Linked DNA regions of Mus musculus: region 2 is linked to region 1. Evidence: chromatin contacts called from public HiChIP or PLAC-seq data. All regions are on one chromosome and are shown on one strand. The core of a region is the stretch at or near the end of the contact, and the rest is flanking DNA. Distances in the headings are between cores, read along the strand shown. Region 1 overlaps Prdm1 (PR domain containing 1, with ZNF domain). Region 2 overlaps Prep (prolyl endopeptidase).

Region 1 (6,418 bases), core at 2,086-4,585:
GCTGCAGCCCCGGTAAGGGAGAAGGCACTGTGGGGTGCTGGGATAAGCACCTCTTTGGGGTGCTCCGGTGGAAGCAGCCTCCGGGCTCCATCGGTAGGCAGGGAACTCGGTAGGGAAGCTGGATTGAGCATGGGATGAGGCAGGCTGCTGCCACTAAGGAGGTTACTGTAGACGGGATACAACCTAGGGAAGAGGCTGAAGTTGTTGATACCATTGATGTTGTTCATGGTGCTCAAGCCATTGGAACTAATGCCGTACGGTGGCAACAGGAACTTGGGGTAGTGAGCATTGTAAGAAGGAATGAAAGCTGGTGGGAGGTGGGGGGCAGGTGCATAGCCAGGGTAGGAGCCCAGGCCCTCGGAACCATAGGAAACATTCAAGTAGGAGTAGGAGTCCCGGTGTTCTGGGAGGCCTGGCGCCAGGGGTGACACCGTGTTTCCCGGGCTGCTGTGGGGGCTGGAGCTCTTAAGGCTCTGCTCCGGGCTGCTGCTCGCAGGGGGACTTGGAGTTGTGGAAGACGGAAGGGGACTGTGAGTTATGTAGGTGGGTCTCTCCATCCCATAGGCCAGGGACGCTTTCAAAAAGTCTTCTGGCAGAGGTGCCCGGATAGGATAAACCACCCGAGGGTAGAAGGGCATGTCGGGGCTCCCATTTTTCCGAAAGCCATCCATGTCCTTTTCTAAAGTGAAGGGTGAAATGTTGGAACGGTAGATGTCCTTCCTTTTGGAGGGATTGGAGTCCAGTTTTAGAATTTCTTTCACGCTGTACTCTCTCTTGGGGACACTCTTTGGGTAGAGTTCATTTTTCTCACTACTGTATTGCTTTGGGTTGCTTTCCGTTTGTGCTAAAATGAAGAAGAAAGGGCGGTTACTCACAGGGCTGTGGAGAACTGAAGTGAAATCAGAAAGCCATTCTCTCTTCTTGAGAAACCCTGAGCAGCAGCAAATACAAAGGCTAGACACCTGGCCCCTAACGCCTCTCACTCCGGAGGGAGGGCTCTGGGCCACCCACTCAGAAACACTGCTCCACTTCCTCCGGGGGGCGGGGGGGGGGGGATCGGGAATAACATCAAACCCTGGGACAATGCCAGCCTCCATAGAGCCCAGTGCCCCTTGGATGATCTCCTTTCCATTAGTGAGAACTAGGATAGAAAAGTGCTGTTCAAACTGGAACGGGCAGAGCGTTCACTAAGATGGGGTGGAAAAAATACAGGGTGGGGGGTTGTCACGGGTTAATAAGTCATTCGCAGTTTACCTAGAGGAAATCAGAATGCTGTGCAAACTTAGATGAAAGATTAAGACTAGTTTTAAGTAATGAACTGTCATCAATTTCCAACTCGATTCTCTTTACATAGGAACTTCATGAGCCCTGTTCGAATTGCCTGTATCAACTAGAAGGGCATGGCGGCTGCCCCTTCTAGCCATTGCTCGGCAGTGCGAGCATTTCACCAAGGTTCTGGTCTAACCAGACTACCATCTGGGCTGTCTCCTGGAATCATGAGGTGTGACAGTCACCTCTGCCAAACCACGACAGGTACTTCCCAAGCTAGTTCAATTACTTACAGCACCAAAGAAGACAGAGGCAGCTAAGAGACAAACATTTACTCCTAGAGACAGCATATATGCCCTGGTCAAGCTCAGACAAGGAGAATACTGTCCTAAACTGTCCATAGTTATGTAGCCCTATTTCGCAGGAAAAGCCTCAGCTCAGCTTTCCTGGGCCAAAGATAAAACACATCCGATGCACAGGCTGAGTTGTGTTTCTGGGATGCTCATTCAAACAGGCACTTCTCCCCAGGATGCTGAGAGCATCATTAGTTGGGGGGTGCACATGCTCGGAGTAGAAACAAGATTCTTGACCTCCAAGATCTGGCAGGTTTGGAATGACACTTAAGACAATGTAAAGAAGTATCCTTTGTGCTCTTATAAAACAGCCCTTTTGGGCTTAACTGAGAAGGAACTCCAAGCTTGCTACCTGATAGGTCTGAAGATGAACTCTGTGGAAGCCCAGAACTAAAGCTTTCAGATCCATTCTCCAGGCTGACAGGCTGGAGGGATTTGATGCCAGTCGGAAAGCGCTTTACAGGACGTTATCTCCTGCTGGCTGTTATCAGTTACTCCTGGGTAAGCCAGAGCCCCAGAATAAACACCGTGGACAACACTATCAGGGGAGATGTTGATGGGGTCAGTGACAGAAAGCTTTCTGGGGGAGAGCAATTTCTCAAGCCTCTCAACCAAAATAAATATCCCCTTATCAGCCCAATATCAGTCCTTCGGGTGAGGCCCAGCAGGCAGGAAGTTCAAATTGTCACTTTTGTTTTTTAAAGCTAAAATGGTAAAGGAAGAGAGAGACAGGTTAAGCTGGAAGGCTGACAGGCGAGGCATCCCACAGTCACAGGAAGGGATTTACTGGAGGTAAGACAAAAAGATAATGATTTTAGAAGCACCCTCAGGTTAAGAGAAAAGAAGTTGTGTGCGCATGTGCGTATGCCTATGTATGTGTGTGTGTGGGCGCGCGAGAGCGAGCGCGTGAGAGTGTGCAAGCCTGCTTGTGTACGGCCTTCCTAACTCTGCTCTTTTTTTGATGGGGGTTCTGGGGGAAGACTTATTGTGCAGTCTCAGTAGGTCTGGAACTTGTTATATAGATTGGACTGGCCAAGAATAAAGAGATCCACCAGCGTCTGCCTCTCGATCACTGGGATTGAGGGTGTGTGCCACCACACCCCTGTCTGTGCCATTTTTTTAATGTGGCAAATCACATCAAAGACTCATAATGTTTTTGTAGTAGTCCCACAGTGGAAACTTAACAAATGAAAGCTGTTAAGTATAAAGAATTGGGCTTTCTTCCAGTGTAGAGCACAGGTTTAATCGGCTCTCTTCTTGCTAAGCACTTTAGTTACTGAACTACTGTGAAGCTAATGACTGAACCAAGAAACAATGAAGTCAGAGCTTTTCATTTTCTCCGTGACATGCATAATTTAGCGTTTGGTGGCTCTGTCTTCAGAAAACAAACAAACAAACAAACAAACAACCAGGCTGAGAACTTATCCTGAAGGAATATCCGCAGCAAAATGTCAGTCTCTAAAATACTTTACAGCTGGAAATTATAGACTGTATATGAAGGTACATTTTTAAAAACTCATCCTTCAGCAGCTGACTAATCACAGGAGCTGATATCATTTCTAACTCTCCCACTTAGCAGCTTGAGTTAACATGAAAAAGAAAATCAAGATCTGTTTTTGTTCTTAAATCTTAAATGGCTGTAGGCGGACAGAGTCATTTCAAGAGTGAGCTGCTTTGGAAGGTTCTGAATGGCTTAATTATGCCGACTCACATTTTCGATCTATAATAAGCACCCCTAAGACTACAAGAAAGAACCTAGAAGTTCTGCAGTAGGCAAAACAAAGTCTGTTTTCAACTGAAACCGAGAAAGCAGATTAACATTCAGAAGTCTATAATTTGGTCAACTGATTTCTAGATGGGTTAGTTAGATAGATAGAAAAAAAAATTACCAAAAAGGTTGGGAGGGCCAGGAGCTAAATTTAACAGTTCTTTTCCACATTCCTCTCTCCCTTCTCTTTCCTGTCAGTTTGTGATTTCTGGGGACTTACATTCTTTCATTAGGTTTCCATCCCCTGCACCCCATGATGGAAGTCCTTACGGAGATTCTGGACAGACCTCTATTGTGCTTTAAGCCTGGAAATCTAGCACAGCCCATCTTGGACACTCGATCTGCCTATTAGGCCTGATGAAATGCTGGAAATTTTCCTGATCAGAGTGTCAGTCATCAGTGGCCACACCTGGGCCAACAGGTTTCACAATCAGGAGCAAGAGCCTTGCACGGCAGCTGAATGGTTAACTCTCTTTCTGTCCTAGGAATGTCAGACAAAGGAGGTGTTCCTGTGACCCTCAGAAGACTCCTGCATCAGTCAAAAGGGGGGGGGTGTCTGAAGAGCAAAGCTGTCATTTCATAGCATAATGAAACTTACTTCTGGACACAAAGAGTAAACACTCGGAACAGGCATTGGGGGGATGGTGGGAGGCAGGGGTGGGGGGAGGGCACAGGCCTGTGATCCTAGCATTTTGGAGGTGACAGTGGCTCAAGGCTTTCCCTGACTACATCAAGTCTGAACTGAACCTAAGCAGCACGAGACCTTGTCCATAAACAAACAAACAAACAAACAAACACCCAAAGCAAACCCAAACACGAGGAGAGGGCTTGCTGCTATTGGGCAGGTACCTACCCACCATGCTTAGCTCAAGGGTGTACGTTGCTGAGCTGAGGGCCCGGGCACAAACACTATATTGTGAGCCTACAGGAAAGGTACTGAAGCTAAGATTTTCAGAAAACTGAAAATTCCTGAGAGCACAAGCATTGTAGAATGAACATGGCTAGCGAGACACTGTCCTTGGTCTTAAAAGTTAAAATACTAAAATTAATATTTCTAGTGCTTCAGTGGTAAAATATGAACTACATTTAGTCTCCAGGGAAAGCAAATGAGACTGAAGAGTAGAAACTGGGTAAAGTCTAGCTTGGAACTCTCTATAGATTTCTGGAAATGTTTACTCAAATTTCAGAGACTATTAAAATGAAAACTTTTAAACCTTCAACATTTAGCTTTCATGGGAAGATGGTCATTTGAAAAAGTGCTGTAAGATTCGGCAGTATAACCCAGAACACACACCCTGAGTTAAAATAGAAGTTAGAATTTTTTTTTTTTTATTCTTAAATTGTTCCTAAAGCTACCTGAGACTGACTGAAGAGGGAAAGCTTGCTAGAGGGCATGACAGTAACTTTAGCCAAAATTTAAAAAGAAGAAAAGAAAAAGTAAAAGCTTATAAACCCAAGGAAGCAAGAATTTGTCAAGATAAAGAGATAGGCGGTTACCGTAAGCCTGATTGAAAGATGAGATCAGTCCCCTTTACCATAAGGAAGGAAGCTCAGATATGACATCTCTTAGGGTTATTCACTTAGACTACTTGAACAATTATGACAGTTTTTTTTTTTTTTTCTAGAAAACAGCTTTCCACATTAGATCATGGCTTTACAGGCACACGTATCTTCACAAGATTTCAGTGAAAACTCAAAGCTCTGACCCAGCACAGCAGGAAGGGACTGCAGCTGGCCTGTTCCACAGGTCCATACCCATTGGGATTGTGCCTACAGCCGCTTGCATAAATTAGAATCGGAAATATACTTCTTCCTGCAACTTTCCGAAAACAACATTCTGTACTGGTTATTTTATACAATATATGTAATATGTATATCTTTGATGATTATGTTTTATAATAAGAAGTAGGGACATTAAAGAATGTTTTTCCTCTTCCTCGTCTTAGCTAAAGCCACCTACTTAGTCCAACACATGACGAAGCCGTATAATTAGACAACATGTTATTAGCTCACAGGGGCAGAACTGACATTACTAGCATTTTTAATTTTTTTTTTTTTTTTTTGTTCTGTAATCCACTTACTGAGATTTATCACTGTGAGCTCTCCAGGATAAGGGTAGTGGAGCCTCTCCGCAAAGTCCCGACAATACCACACAAGAAGTTCCTGGTTGGCAGGGATAGGCTTAATAGTGTAGAAGTAGATGTTCATCCCGTTCTGACAGGCAGCCAGGTTTTGCTCCCGGGCAGAGTGAGCTGGATTCACGTAGCGCATCCAGTTGCTTTTCTCCTCATTAAAGCCATCAATGAAGTGGTGGAACTCCTCTCTGGAATAGATCTGTTCAAAAGGAGAGGATAGATGCAGTGTGAAAGACAGCCGGCCAGCCCAAAGCGACCGGGAAGCTTCCCTGAATGGCTCAGAAGGAACACAGGCGAGCAACCAACGCTGTACCCATGACTCCAGGCCTCATTGCTGATCCGGTGGGACTCACGCTGAATCAGCAGAAATGGGGGAGGAAACAGGGCACATTGTGCTAGTTACCTTTCCATTTCAATTTTATGGTCTTCTCATGTTGGGGAGGGCAGTGGATAGCAAAATAATAATAATAATAATAATAATATTCCAATTAACAACAGCCGAGAGTGGGTGAAACTACCATAAAGAGGTACTCTTGCTACAGTAGCGAATATCGATCAGGCGACTCTGCTCAGCCCAGAGTTCCAACTCTGCTGACTTCTAGTGCTTTGAGTCACTGGGCACAGCAGCCGAGAGGACTGCGTCAAACTGAGTCTCACCTTTTTTCTATGGCCTCTGTACTTGTGTTTCCTACACCTCCGCCCGCCCGGGGCTTAGGCTCTGCAAACATCCTCCACCCCCAACCCTGAGTCCCACAGTAACACTTGTTCAGATGAATACTTGGAACCCTGCCTTTTTGTGGAAACACTGGGTGGGGCAAAGGTGAACTTCACCTGCCATAACAGAGTGAGGCACTGGCACGGAGGCCAAAGTTTGACAGCCTATCGAGAAGTAA
Region 2 (6,418 bases), core at 2,835-5,334, 640 kb after region 1:
CTTGAAATCTGGTTATTCAGGTGGTAATATCTAATCATTAAATGAACAACTTTAGAAGTAAAAGCAGGGTTGGATTCCAGCTCCACAATTTTAGTAGTTTGTGTGGTCATGCTTTGAGCCTTTCTAAGCCTCAATTTTCTTACCCTGTAATTTGAAGAAACCACTTCACAAAGATGTGAAAATTAAATGATCAAATGGTTTTGAGCCATTCATTAAAAGCCCAGGCACACAGTGAGCGCTTAGCAAACGCTCAGCATTGATTGTACTTACGGTGGGCAGTTTACACAGCATAGGGGCTACCTGCTTATCCATGATTTATAAGACCTCCTCTGTTGAGCTTCGTGGGACAAGGCCGTATGGTAGGGTTAACTTTTGAGCCTTTGGAAGAGTTTTCTGTCATGTTGAATCATCTGTATTTCTCAGGGAATGGCCATTTTATCAGGGCGTTTTAGGATGCTCGAATGGGGCTGGGTGGATATCACACTCAGTGGTCACACGGTCTGCTTGTATATCTGTGTCCCTTCGAGTTTTGAATATCTGTGTCCTCACTCACTTTTAGTTTGACTAGAGCTTTGGCCAAATGCCTTTTTTTCTTTTAAACAGGAAAAGTAATTCTTTGACTCACAAGCTAGGCTTTTAAAACTGCCTACTCGTAAGTGTCTTACGTTTTCTTTGAAAATGTGAATGCCCAGTTTACTTTGTTTTCCAGACTTCCCAATCAGCTCTGGGATAAGCTCTGGTGAGTCTCTGCTGGTCCTGGCTGACCACTCTCACCTTGTTCAGCAAATTGTAGGCACCTACAGCTGTCCTCTTGATTAGCAGTGAAACCCATGGAAAGGAGCTTGCAGGAGAGTGGCCTTCTGGGAGTTCAGGGGTGTGTGTGTGTGCTTGTGCACGTATTGGGATCAGCCTGATCTAGGAGTTTGTGTGTACAGTGTTCCTGGGAACCTGGCTCTTTGTCCATTAGGCCGTTTTCGTGGTTTCCAGCTGGCTCCTATATGGTTGGGAAAGATAGGTCTTGTTCTTTATGCATCACATTCCTTACAGACTGCTGTCTCCTAAGACCAGGTAGTCTGTCGACCAGTGTTTACCTCCGATATCAAGAAAGCATCTTATTGCCTGCCTGGTTTTGTAGACAAGAATTGGTGGGAAACTGCCATTAAAATGAGCAGTTTTAGAGAAGAATGTCGAGGGCAGACTGCACAGCGTAGAGGCTGTCGCTGTAAGGCGGGTGGCACTGAGGCACCAGTGTTGGGACCCTAGGCCTTGAGTAAGAGTGAGCAGTTGCAGATGATAAGATCTCATGGGGCAGGATTGACCCCTGCTTTCCAGCAGCCATTTGTGTGATCACTGAGTGCCCAGTTGAACCAGATTCTCCTTCTTACTTAGGCACAGGGAGAGCTCTGCATGCCCAGCTATGTACTAAGTCTCAAGCCCAGCCCCATGCAGCCCTTAATTTAAATACTGTGGACTAACTAGATCAAGTGGGCTCTGCCGCTGCCTGTGAGAGTCATGTGGGTGAGACTTCCTTTCCCCAGTGTGCATTTCACACTGACCCTGCATCTGAGGAATAGACATTCTGGTTGGCCAGCAGGGGTCAGGCATTCGTTAAAAGAACTGCCCAGTGGTCAAGTCCCATGAACTTTAATTTATAATCCCCCCCATACATATACACATATACATATATGACACACAATCTTTTTTTGGTCAAGTCTTTTTTTTTTTTTTTTAGATTTATTTATTTATTTACTTATTTAATGTGTGTACACTGTAGCTGTCTTCAGACACTCCAGAAGAGGGCATCAGATTTTTTTTACGGATGGTTGTTAGCCACCATGTGGTTGCTGGGATTTGAACTCAGGACCTTTGGAAAAGCAGTCGGTGCTCTTAACCACTGAGCCATCTCACCAGCCCCCTAATTTGGCCAAGTCTTACAAACTTTCACATCCACACATACACTCACACACACATACACACAGGTACACACATACACATTTTTTTTTCTGTCTACATCTCATGCACTTTATAATAGTCCCTCTCTCTCTCATTTCTTTCTGACCACATCTCATGAACTCTGTGTGTGTGTGTGTGTGTCTGTGTGTGTGTGTGTGTGTGTGTGAGAGAGAGAGAGAGAGAGAGAGAGAGAGGGACAGAGGGAGGGAGGGAGGGAGGGAGCGAGCGAGAGAGAATATGAATGAACAGATGCTTCCAGGCAGGTTGCATGCACAGGAATGTGGAAGCCTGCAGTTGTCACATGTCTTTTGAGATGGTCCCTTACTCAGTCTGCTGCAGGCAGCCGTCCTGATTCCCAGCCCAGGTCCCCCAGCTTGCTCAGGAGTCACTGCACGGAGCCATCTTTCCTGCTCCATGCCTTTACTTTCCAATATACTTACTGTATTTTAAATTCGCTTAGTGATACATTAGTTATTCAAGAGAGGATGTGTCTTCTGTTTCATTTTTTTAAATAGTTAAGATATTTAGGGTTGAATTTTAAATTTCAGTACCAGACTTTTTTGGCCAGGTAATGAATTAAAATTTTAGCTTTGAGTAGGCAATGAACAGTACTAAGAATAAGGCCTGACTCTATAGTCAAACAAGGGTTTCTCTTTCCCTTGATTGCAAAGCAAGCTGATACACTCATTCAGGGAATGACAAGCAGAACTTGGGAGGGAGACTTGAATGTGTTCCTATGAGGCCCCGCTTGGCCTGCTGACCATGGGCCTCCTAGTCTGAGAGCAGGTGGCCCTGGAGAGGAGACAGATGTCCACTCTGGGGCTGTCGTGTTAGCGGGTCAAAGGCTTTGGGGCCTGGCTTCAGTCAGCTACTTCCAGGGGTGAGAGGCCTGTGGGTCCAGAGGGGAGGGAAGGCACCTAATGGAGTTGAGGACCGTGGCAGCAGTCACTGCTACAGCTGAACAAGCTTGGCTTCTCGGCTTCTCGCGGTGGAGGCCCTCTGGCTTCAGTTTGAGATGTGTTTTCTGAAAAGTAGCTTCACCTCTCTGTTTGACTTGCCCTGCTTGTGGGCTTCTGTGGCTGCCCCCCACCCCGCCCCCACCCCAGGTCCTGAGTCCTCTGGCCTTGGGAGGGAGCACTGCCACCCCTGGCCTGTGAATCTCGCTGCCTGTCTTGGGAGAGGAGCTGCTGGGCTCTGACAGAGTAGAGGGGTCCAGGTAAGCATCCCCAAGGCTTCCTGGACTCTCAGCTCTGCACTCTGGCTGGACTGAAGCTTCCTGCCAGGCTCTGCTGGACACCAGCCACTTCCTCCAGCAGCTGATTTATGTGCTAATTATCTTAATTACTGAGTGTCTGCAGGGGATTGAAAGCAAGACCTCCTGGAACACCAGTGTCTTCAAATACCCAGGCTCCCGGTGACTTCAGATCACTAACAAGGCCTAAGACAGAACGCTGTAAATATTGGTTGTCTTGTTTAGGGCCTGGTGACAAGGGAGGGAGTAGCTTATGCACATGCAGTTGTTTTCTCCAAATTCTTTTGGCCCCTGATTCATCGAGTCCAGGTGACGGTGTGGACGGCCATTTGTTCCTGTATACAGCAGGAATTGCTCTAGTCTGTGGCCTGTAAAACATTATCCATACTTGGTGGTGGTGTTTGAAAGACAGGACTAATCTTTCTATGAAAGACCTGCCCCTGTACCCACTGGTCACTCAGCAGCCTGCAGGCCACACCGCAGTGCCTACTCCGCTGTCCTGGAGTTAGTTGGCTCCTCCTTCCCTTGCTCTTCCGTAGCGTGTCCTGTCCCTGATTCATCTCTCTGTTGCATACATATCATGTTATGTCGATTAGCTACAGAGTCACTGTGGGTATCATGTTTATTCACTGATACGAGAATCGTAGACTTTGAGTATGCCTTATTTTAGTGCACTGCATTTTTATTTATACCCCATGTTAGAAAGGCAGAATACATGTATTCATAAGGCAGTCAGTAATTGGATCTGCATCTGCTCCCAAAGTGTGTGTGTGTTTTTAGTTGATGAGTAAAAATCACTTGCATTTATAGTTGTCATTCTATTCTCATGTTTAAACATTGTGAGATGCCTGCACCAAGCTATGTAATACGTGCCCTCACATACTTCCTGTCTTTGTGGTGAGAACTCATAAAATCTGCTCTAAGCAGTGTTGAGGTATACAGAATTGTCATCATATCCAGTCACCAGAAGTTCTCCCTCCTAACTGTTGTTTCCTTTGACTAGTATTTCCCAGAATCTCACCACCAGCTACCCTGACATCTGACTCCAGATAACTTCTGTCCTACTCCTTGTCACTCTAGGTTCTGTCTATGTGAGATGGAGAGCTGTTTGTCTCTGCCTGGCTCTTTCCTCATCGGTCTTGATTGTTTTGTGTATGACAGTATGGTGTGTCGGTGACAACTAGAAACACTCCTTTTGAAGGCATGGATGGTAGTAGACTCTTCAGCCCCCGAACACAGCCACTCTTATCCAGGAAGGTGTGCTCTTATTTTTCAGCTGTGTTAAGAATGCGTGTCCCAGGCCGTACCACAAACGAGGGTGTATGAGCCCGGCGTAGTATTAACTGTAGTCACAATGTGTGTGGCAGAGCTCTGGAACCGTGATGTCCACCTCTGCTTCCCATGGACTGTCATTACAGGTGTGCCACTGTCCCTAGCCTCTCTCAGCTCTGTTTTTAAATATTGTAATAACAAAGCAAGTAAGATGTGCAGAGACTGTCCTGACTTTGAGGAGAACGATGTGTTTACTGTATTGATCTGCAGACTAAGGTTCAGAGACCCACCTGCCTGTTCTCTACCCGGCCTGCTGTCTCTGTCTCTGTCTCGCTGACTTAAACGCTCCTTGAGAGGCACAGAATTTGAACTCCCTTTACCCAGTCACGTCTCCCTATGGCCCTTGTAGAGTTACTGTTTTCCTCCCCGTATCCTTACCCCTGGCTTCTCTTCCCCCAAATAGGTTTCTATCTTTAGGTCAAGAAGCCAGAACTATTATATTTGTACCACCTAGTTAGTATGTGTAATTAAGATAGCCAAGGGCATCCCAGGGAAGCGTTCACAGAGCCCTTCACTGGCCCCATGAAACGGCTTTCCCTGACTTGAAGAAGAGGCATGGCAGCGTTAACATTTGGACACTGTTCGGTTCTGCATCTCAGCGTTTGATGTGGACGACTTCAGTTTTTAAACATCACTCTACTTACATTAGTGGACTAGCCTTTGTGACAAATGTAACAGATGACAAGACTGGAGTTACTTAAAATTCCCTGTTGCATGATTCTGCCTAGCCTCAGGTAACACTTGTGTGACACTTTTATATGGGGGAAAGCCAGAGTATTTCACAGTGGGGTGCGTCTGCTGTGGTCCTTATGGCCGAGGGTGCAGGACAGGTCAGAGAAGCAGAGGAAGCTAAAGAACTGAGCCCAGCAGTCTGTTGGGCAGCCACAGCTCTCAACTCCCTGCAGCCTGACACTGGGATGTGCAGAAAGAAGCGCCCCCTGGTGGAAGCAGGCACCAGCCGGGACCCTCAGCTTGCTGGGAGCCCCACTTAGGTTTTCTTTCTTAGATTATCTTGGCAAGACCCTCCAGAACATTGCCATCAGCACTGCAGACTGATGTGCACTGTGCCCATTCTCTATGTCCACTCCCGAGCCATGCCTGCTTCCATTCCTCAGAGTCCAGCTGTTCTGCTTGGCTTTGTGTCTAACCTGGGCCACTGCCTTGGTTGCCTGAGTGGCTCTTTCTCCACTTTTGCATACCATGGTGTGTTCTCTACCCAAGGGTGAGCTTTAAAAATGATAACATTTCCTGTGAACCTTTGTATTCGCTTCCTGGGCACCCGGCCCTGTATCTGCAGTTGGTGCCTCATCTCCTGCTCATTCTCAGCCTGTTGACCTTCTCTTCCCTGTACCTGACAAGCTCTTCTGTTGCCTACATCTATGCCCTACGTTGCCTGGCCCCTCCCCAGCTTCCGGACCTCCACTGAGGACATTTCTCTCCTTCAGCAAGACCTTCTTCCATGCTTGGCCACTTGAGTCAGTAAATGCCTTCTTTGTCTTCGAGTTCTGTGACAATTGCCTTGTTTGTACATTTCCAAACCAGCGTTGGTTTAGTTGCAATATATGAGAAGGACATCATAGCAGTGTCAGATCGTGGTAGAGCTTTCTACATTTTCAGTTTCAGCCCTTGTCTTATACAGACTAAACTAGCTAGTAGCCAGCAGCTCTGTGGCTGCTCCTTTGATAGTAGCCTCGCTTTGTGAATGGCCTCTGTGTGTTCTTAGAGCTGCAGACTGCACAGCTCTAGGGTTTGTTTTGCATCTGTCCCCAGTAGAATGTGTATCCCGTGGTGGCAAAAAGTTTGCCTCGGTCATGTGACCTGTGCCTTCACAATGGCAAGATGTGTGCTAGTACATGCTAGACCTTGCAGAAAGCCATATGG

What was found. HiChIP or PLAC-seq counts read pairs in DNA pulled down with a chosen protein or histone mark.
Region 2: a contact with region 1 is called in an H3K27ac HiChIP or PLAC-seq map of SST interneurons, with 9 times the contacts expected there. The contact joins two enhancer-like sites. A contact is called at or near these places in 10 of 115 datasets of contacts at active chromatin or transcription factors (SST interneurons, bone marrow-derived macrophages, embryonic stem cells and 1 more) and 2 of 9 other capture datasets (adipose tissue and embryonic stem cells).

What each region holds. Positions count from the first base shown.
Region 1 is chr10:44,441,321-44,447,738 of GRCm38.p6, forward strand. It overlaps Prdm1 (PR domain containing 1, with ZNF domain), which reads right to left. Exons shown (of 7, transcript NM_007548.4): 4 at 5,472-5,724; 5 at 1-844. Among named protein-coding and RNA genes, the nearest start is that of Prdm1, 14 kb to the right of the region's middle. Within about 2 kb of position 3,336, at least 28 of the 459 cell types and tissues checked have an H3K27ac peak or open chromatin away from gene starts, as enhancers often do. A contact at or near this core is called in SST interneurons, where this site is marked.
Region 2 is chr10:45,081,372-45,087,789 of GRCm38.p6, forward strand. The region is part of intron 2 of Prep (prolyl endopeptidase); the gene reads left to right. Among named protein-coding and RNA genes, the nearest start is that of Prep, 17 kb to the left of the region's middle. Within about 2 kb of position 4,085, at least 31 of the 459 cell types and tissues checked have an H3K27ac peak or open chromatin away from gene starts, as enhancers often do. A contact at or near this core is called in SST interneurons, where this site is marked.